Regions from separate parts of the Oryzias latipes genome. Here region 2 is linked to region 1. Evidence: chromatin contacts called from public Hi-C data. All regions are on one chromosome and are shown on one strand. Each heading gives the region's core, a stretch centred on a gene start, on an enhancer-like site or on the middle of the called end of the contact. The rest is flanking DNA. Distances are from core to core; before and after follow the strand shown.

Evidence for each region. Hi-C and Micro-C count contacts between places; a contact is called where the count stands out from the background.
Region 2: a contact with region 1 is called in a Hi-C map of embryo, with 2.3 times the contacts expected there. The contact joins two enhancer-like sites. A contact is called at or near these places in 2 of 5 Hi-C or Micro-C datasets (both in embryo).

Annotation. Positions count from the first base shown.
Region 1 is chr9:22,883,663-22,887,455 of ASM223467v1, forward strand. All of the region lies in intron 2 of fbrsl1 (fibrosin-1-like protein), which reads left to right. Among protein-coding and RNA genes, the nearest start is that of fbrsl1, 140 kb to the left of the region's middle. Within about 2 kb of position 2,224, at least 3 of the 8 cell types and tissues checked have an H3K27ac peak or open chromatin away from gene starts, as enhancers often do. A contact at or near this core is called in embryo, where this site is marked.
Region 2 is chr9:22,983,307-22,987,231 of ASM223467v1, forward strand. The region is part of intron 5 of fbrsl1 (fibrosin-1-like protein); the gene reads left to right. Among protein-coding and RNA genes, the nearest start is that of chfr, 140 kb to the right of the region's middle. Within about 2 kb of position 1,490, at least 4 of the 8 cell types and tissues checked have an H3K27ac peak or open chromatin away from gene starts, as enhancers often do. A contact at or near this core is called in embryo, where this site is marked.

The DNA of each region.
Region 1 (3,793 bases), core at 974-3,473:
ATCTGCTTGCTCAAAGACAGTTGGAGATAATCAGAAGGCTTTTTCCCCTTTCTTTACAGCATTATTTGGTTGGTCCCTGCTCGTGAACTCTATGCACTGTTAGGAGTCATTGGAGGGTTTTCGGACAAACAGGATTTTTCTCTTGGTTTATAAACTTGGAGGCTAAAAATAGCAAGGACATCGTTACTTCAAAGTGATTGCGGTATCACATTAATGGATTGTTGCTCCATTACTGCAGCTCATTCTTTTTGAGTAGACAAACGGAGGAATCAAGGGAGAAGTGTTGATCGAACAGATTCAATACAGATGGTTATATCATCCTATTGTCTTGTCCAATATGTAGCTCAACCTGGTTCCAGTGGGGTTGTGGCTGTAAAGGACTGGTCAAGAAGTCATGGTCACAGATTAACTGGGCTATTTATGGTCCAACCGTGTTTAACTGCTGCCCCAGAGATGGGAAATATTGCTCACTTAGCAAGATTACTGGGTGCCTTGATGCCCCAAAGGCCCGGTTTATGTCTGACCATAAATGTTCCCAGAGAGCAGCAGTGAGAGTTGGATTGATTAGTGCTCTGGTGGAAAGTCGATCTGTTACTCACGCCCCACTGGGGAACAATGTGATGGATGCTTCCGGGATGCAGGGAGAGACACTGCAAAGGAGGAGAGGGCACTTTGCTCTGCATCACTTCAGTCCTAGACGTTCCCTCAGTGACACAAGATGGAGGGCTTCTATTCCTTGCAGGACCATGGGAGGTTGTCAGGCAGTCACAGAGCTACAGCCACTCTTTGCAGCAGACCTTTGCCATTCCACTGGCAAGCAAATGGAGAGACGACCTTGTCACATGCTGCCATGTACCAAAATCCCCCTTGATACTTTGGACGCCCCCAAGACATCTGTCTTTTCAAAAGACAGGCCTAACCAGCACCCAACTGTGCCAATGGGCTCCTATGTCCAATGACCATGCTCCAGCTCTTTGTACCCGAACTACATGCCATAATGTTTTTTTCTCATGGGTTATAATAACATTTGAATCCACATTGTGTTATTTCATGTCAGTCTTGTGCTTTCACAGGCTTCAAAACGGGCAATTTCAGAAGCAATGTTAAGGTTCTTTTTTTCCCCAAGGTAACTATCTAAAAGCCTTAGTCACATGCAGATTTTCTGGTTATCCGGGATCGTTAAGGATCGTAGAGAGGTCCAGGCGCATCTTAAAGGGAGCACAGGTGTGTCTTGCAGTTCCCTTAAGGCTCGTACGGCCACCACAATGTACCATTGTCGTGCATGCAGTAAGTGTATCGTAAAAGTATTTGTAAGGATAAGTTATACACATTTATGACGTAGAGGGGATGCTGTCTTACGGTGACCTTTTTGCAGCCCTCCGTTCATTAGTAAGATCCATGTACTGGCTCTTTACTGACCTCGTGCAAATGCTCCATGCATGGGGTGTGCACGTGATATGTAAGAAGTCCATAGGATGCCCACACAAACTACGACCTGAATATCACTAACGGGCCCCTTGTGCACTGTGCAATGAAAAGGAAAAACTGTGCGCCTGAGTCTCACCTACTTCAGCCTTGTGATGTATAAGTGTTCATTAATACCTGCAGCACGCCTGTAGCAAAAAATGTGCCTGAACATTTTCGTCTTCTGAGCTCACCGGGTTGTCTACGATCTAAAATTTTGTTGGGGGCCACCTACATGCCCAGTATAGACAGCCTGTATCCACGTCCTCTTGTTGTGGAAGCCAGCTGTTGTTGTTTTTCTACGCTCAGAGATCTGCTTGTGAGAAGACCAAAGAAAGGACTACATCATCTTCAATAAATTCTGGGTTCAAAGTGTGCTTGGACTTATAAAAAACAGCTTTTCCTCTATTTCCCATCCACAGTTAAACTGGTTGGACAACCATTTCATTCTATTGAACAGCAGCCCTCCACCCTCACTAGCTCGTTAAAATACTCAAAAGAACAAATATAACCTGTCTAATAATGTCTGAACATTTAGAAATGTGGTTAATTCACTGGAGCATTTAATATTTAATTGCACAGTTTACACAACGCCCTTAAAAAGCAACTGCCAGAGGCAATAATGCATCAAAAATAACAGCGTGAGGGCTAAGTGGTAGGACACAATGTACCAGCTCTTGCTCCCCAGGTAGCGCTGATTTCTTTCAACATGGTGCTGTGCTCACTACACCTCTCACCTCATCCTTCTGGCTCCTTGCTGTTCTTCAGTCTCCCTGACATGCCTTCACAGTTGGACTGCAGCTGCCCTTATGCAGCTCTGACACTGGCTTAGATATTTTCCAGATGCCTGGTTTGGCGTATTGGCCGCATGTGTCTTCATGCCTTTGATGTATGTGGTTTTCAAGAACCCTGTGCAAGCAGTTGTGCTTCATTTGCATATTTGCATGCCGATATACGGGGTGCATCTGTGTGTTCCATGCAAATAAATGTGCACATGCACAGCTCCCAGCATTTGCTGTATTAGCTGAAGACGGAAATGAAATATTTCAGGACAGCTGATGTTCTGCTCTTTCAATTTCTCTTTTTGTCTGGCATTTCAACTAATGCAAAGGTCTGATCTGTTATTTTGGAGACTGAACCTTTAGGGAGTCTGCTTTTCATTCAAAAGAAAAGTCCCCATGGCTTGCATTTGCTATTGAATTACTAAAAGAACACCAGCAGGTGTTTTCATTTTGTCTCAAACTGCGCTTGTATGTTGGCTTTTGTCCATGCAAAAAATGCTGTCCTTTCCATTGCACTAGCAAAGTTCCTTTCCCTTAGAAACTTCTACCAACATCACAGTTTTACACTTTTAGCTGCTTTTAAATTTGTGTTCTGTGCTTTTTGTGAAAATCTAAGAGTATTTTTTTCTCTTTTTTTGCACAGTGTGGGGTAGAAGTTGCTTTTCTTGTTAAACATGTTAAATCACAAGAGAGAAGGGGGGGGGGGGTATAGCCTGTCACCCAGATAAAGCTGATTATAGTGCTTATCAGATACATGTGGATAATTATGGTCGTAATGCAAATGGAACAGCAGTCAAGATAACACAAAGCCTCTCCAGCATCAAAAAGCATAGCGGGGGATAAAGAGATAGAGCCTGGTAGAACAAATGCTTAGTGACTGGTTTTTTTTTTTTGCTTCTTTTTTTTTGAAGCAAAGCATGGAGTGAAAAGTATGTTATATGCCAAAAATAAACGGTCAATAAGCACAGCAATCCCCAGTCGCAGCTGCAAAATATGACGGGATCAGGGCTTTTTTGTACAACTGTCACTATTTATGAGGGAGGTTCTGTGTTGATTGTCGGAGGCAAACAAAAAAGTATGTTTATATATGCTTTGAGACATTTTTAATGCCTGACTTGTTTTCACTGGTTACTGATGGCTTATCATAGTCAGTGCTGCAACACTTGATCAGCAGCTGTAAGGCTGTAGAGGCCTCTGGAAGCTTGGGTGAGCTTTTTTCCCCTCATCTTGTAGGTATCATTTATCCTTTCTTAAGACTGTCATCCTATGTTTCACCACTGTTATATCATAAGCTACTTTTTTTATTGTATAAACCAACTTCTTTTAGGTTCTTTGTTCAACCTTTCTATTTATAGTATAAGAAGAACACTGAACGTAGTTCCAGGAACGCCATTTGACCCAAGAGAAGGACAATAAAATGGATGTAGTATTATAGGTTTATTTGGAGCAGTGCAAAGCTTTGTTCAGGTGACTACTTCCAATGAAAAATTTAAAAAAAGCACATATATACACGTTTCAGGCTTCCCTGTTCAAAACCCTCAGGTTCA
Region 2 (3,925 bases), core at 240-2,739, 99 kb after region 1:
CTCCCCTATGTTTTTTCATGATCTTTGACCTTGGTGACATGAATTAAATCCCTCTTTCCGACCTGTCAGCTTAACAAATTCAAGACTTTTTTACATGTATTAATGGTTAGTACTGATGGTTTAGCCAATTTTTGTTGAATATTAAATTTAAGAATGAAGGCAATTCCTACCAAGCTAACATTAGCTAACAAGTCAGCTCCTATTGTACCTTCTTTCTTTCTGTGTATAGCGTTATACCAGTTAATTAAAGACCCACTTTGATATAAATGATTTTCTTAACTTGTTCTTGTGGCATTTTTTCACTATGTAAAACATTTATAAAGAAAATTAAGCTCAAAATTACACCTCAGAGTATTTCTTTATTCCAATCGTTGTGAATCTAGAGCAGACAAAAAAAAGTGCTGATGGAAAAAGCATGTACTGTAGGTGTGTTATAGAAAACGAAAGATTTTTGGATCTTGGCTACAGCAAAATCGCTGCTGTTCTATGACTCGGTTCGCATTGACACGACGCCTAATTATAATGGGAAACAAACAAATCCAAGCGTCAAACTAAAGGGAGTGGATGCTTATATTTTCTAAACGTTATTGCATAGTTGTAAAAGCAAAGATGTCATCTACACTAGCATAAACTTAAAAGTAGCCTTGCTTTTGTTGATACAGCAGCCCCTTGAGGATTGTGTGTTCCGCCTTTGGCTACCCCAGGAGAGACCAAAACGAATAAAGAGGTTAAATCCAATTGGAGTCGCTGCAACAGGACACTCGTCTGAGAGTGCCCACAATAACATTTGATCATTGCAGAAAGGGGAATAGGAGTAACAGGCATGGACGAAGGGAGCTGAGGCCTTTACACTCTGCTCCTCCTCTCCAAAAGTCTTTACCCACCCTCTTGCAATCGCTGTCACCCCACATGAAAGCCCCCTCTGGCCTGATGACAAGTCTAGCGTGAAACGTTTGGCTGCCCCCTGAAATTAGCGGTAGAGCCCCCTGGCAGCACATGCTTCTCATGACCAGCACACAGTGGGCTGTCGCCAGACTCTTTTCATTATGGCGGTGCCCTGCCAGCCCCCTGACTCCACTCCTTCTGCCTCTTCCTCTATCCCACCTCCCTCTACTTCTTCTTCTTCTTCTTCCCCCTGTGTGTCAGCCAGAGCTTAGTAAACAGCATCTGTAGTGCTCTTCACATTACTGTCATAGAGAGAAAAGAAAAGGAGGGAACCAGGCTCTCTGTGGGTGTTGCTATTATCTCTTTGTATGCAAATGTCTTTATGTGTGCATACACTGTGTCATTTTGCATGAAAAATTATAAGCATTTGCTGTGTATGTTTCCTTGTGTGTCTCTACGCGCCGGCTTGACTGGATTAGTGTGGCGCGAGAGTTAGCAGTAGCAGCAGAGTGAGAAGAGCGGAGAGACAAGGGGAGTAGCAGTACAGAGCAACGCCTGGAGGCTCAATCTGTTTCTCACTGAGCTACATCAGTGTTAGAGACGGCGGCTTGGGCCGCGGGGAAGCCTCCATTCGCTCCATCAAACTGTCAGGCAGCCAGCGGAGCTGCACAGGGAGACTCTCAGCTGCCCTCGGGGCCAGTTCAAGTCAACATCCCATTTCCTTGCCTCCTCGCCTAATTTCTCCTATGCCCCCGACTTAAATTTCCAATGCCCAGTGTCTGCTGCTGCAGCTCAGCGGCACTGGGCCTGAGGCCCTGTCAAAACACAGCAATGTGCCTGGGATTGTGCACGTTTTTTGTGTGTCCGCTGACAAAACTCTGGGGAACAAGACTGCACACCAGCTACAGTCGCACAACCAGCAGAGACTAAACGGAGCAGAGCGGCCTTATAAAAGACAGAATGCAGGAAAAGAAACAACCCTCTTGTCTCATGCTAGTACCCATTTTTCTTCCATGACTACATTCATAGCACAGTTGTGTATTTCGTGTCCCCTCAGGTTTCTGGCAGTTTTCTTATTTTCTCTGAGTTGCATAAATGATCCCTTCTCTCTCATATATCTGCCTTTAATGTCTGTTTTTCCCTTGCCAAAAGACTCCAAGGATCACACAAGCACCAGAGCCAGCTCTGTTGCTCTCTTAGGTTTCTTTCTAAATGCAAAGGTTTGTAGATTCCGAGAGGTCATTTAATTTAACCAAGAACTGGGAGTACTTTTGAAGTTTATCCACGCTGTTATCACCATCAATCTTTTTCTGCACTGCACCCCTGCTCCCCCGCCTACTCCTTGACCTCACCGCATACTTCATGGAAGTGCAGTAGAGCTGTGCCAGGTCTCAGTGCTGTTAACATGCATTCTGGGTAACGTTAAAATCTGCTTAGTTTGGCCTCGGTTTAGGACTTTATCTTTCCTCACCCTGTTTTGATTTACGTGGCCCTCGTTGAGTGTTCCTTTAAGTGTGTCAGCTCTGAACCAGGGGCCTGTGTTTGTCTGGCTAATGCAAAAAGCTTCTTAAGCCCGTCATTTTCAACCCTCTTTCACTCTCATTCTCTGTCCTCTCTCAGTAGACCTCAGTGAAAGGGGCTTTTGCTGAAGCCTCTGTTTGAACAGCCAACTCTGAGGTCCCAAGCTCAAATATGGGTTTGCGTGAGATCCTGTCTAGGCCTGCTGGTCGATAATATTTCTGCCAGGCAGAGCTTTTTCTCTCCTTCTCATTCCCAAAGGACCCCACATCTTCGCGGAGATCAATACTTTACTAATCCAGAGCTCCCAGGCTCACCCTGGGTAATCAGCTGGCTTCCCATGGCACTAGCTGGGGAGGTCAAGGGTCAAATGGCTCTATAGATTTGATCCTGTGATCAGATCCCCCTATAGGAGAGTCCTTTCAAATGTAGCTAGTAAGGTCAAAAGAAATCACTCGATTTTTTTTTTTTTTTTTTTGCTTTGTGTGACTAAGGAAGTTGGTGTTTTTGTTGTCATATATACCACAATACTTTAGCTATTTTTTGAAGCCTTAACCATTTTTCACCAAAAGAGAAGCTATCAAGGCTTGCATTATGATTTAGTGGTTACCGCTGTCGCCTCACAGTGAGAAAGCCCCGGTTCGTAGCCTAGTTGGGACCTTTCTATGTGGAGTTTGCATGTTCCCCCATGCATGAATGGGTTTTCTTTGGGCACTCTAGCCTTTTCCTACCGTCCAATGTCATGCTTCATAGGTTGAATGGTGACTCTAAATTTTCCCTAGGTGTGAATGTGTCCGATTGTGTGGTACTGCAGCAGACAGTACCCCACCTTTGCTCAAGAGTAGCCTGGATAGGCTCCAGCAGCCCTGTAACCCCAAAAGGGATTTAGAAGGTTCTGGAGAAGGATTGAAGAAGCTATGAAAAGATGACAAGAGTTTAGAAGAAAATTCACCAAGGAAATCATCTAAAGAACCAGCATTAGTTTATTTTTATATTTTATTTTATTTTTCATTAATGTTGTTGTAAAATCCACTTTTGATATCCCGCTGATGTTTTAGCTTTTGGGGAGGATTTGAGGTTTAGCATGCACTCTCCATCAGGGTAGCAACAGATCTCACACCTTTTCACCACATCCCACTACCTGCAGGAGGGAAATTGCAGGAGAAAATTGATGTTGTTCCATAAGTATCCATTGCTGCTTTGGTCTTCAACTATCTAAATGGACTATTACCCCTGTGTGAGCTCTCACTCCAAGACGCTGGGGTTTGTCAGAAGTCTTTCTTTGCAGTCAGGGGTATATCATGGTGCATCTCCCAGGAGAAATGACCTCTAAATAAAAGTCATGTCTCTTGTATGTAAAGATTTCTGTTATTTTTTTGTTGGCCTGTCTTAGTGTTCCTTGTATAAAAACACTTTACAGGTCAAATGTGTTTTGACACTCCCCTGTTTACAGATTCTTATCAAAGTGTCTTGTTACTCTCTCAAAAGAAAGATTGTAAAGCAAGCTAGATGTGCAAAAAGT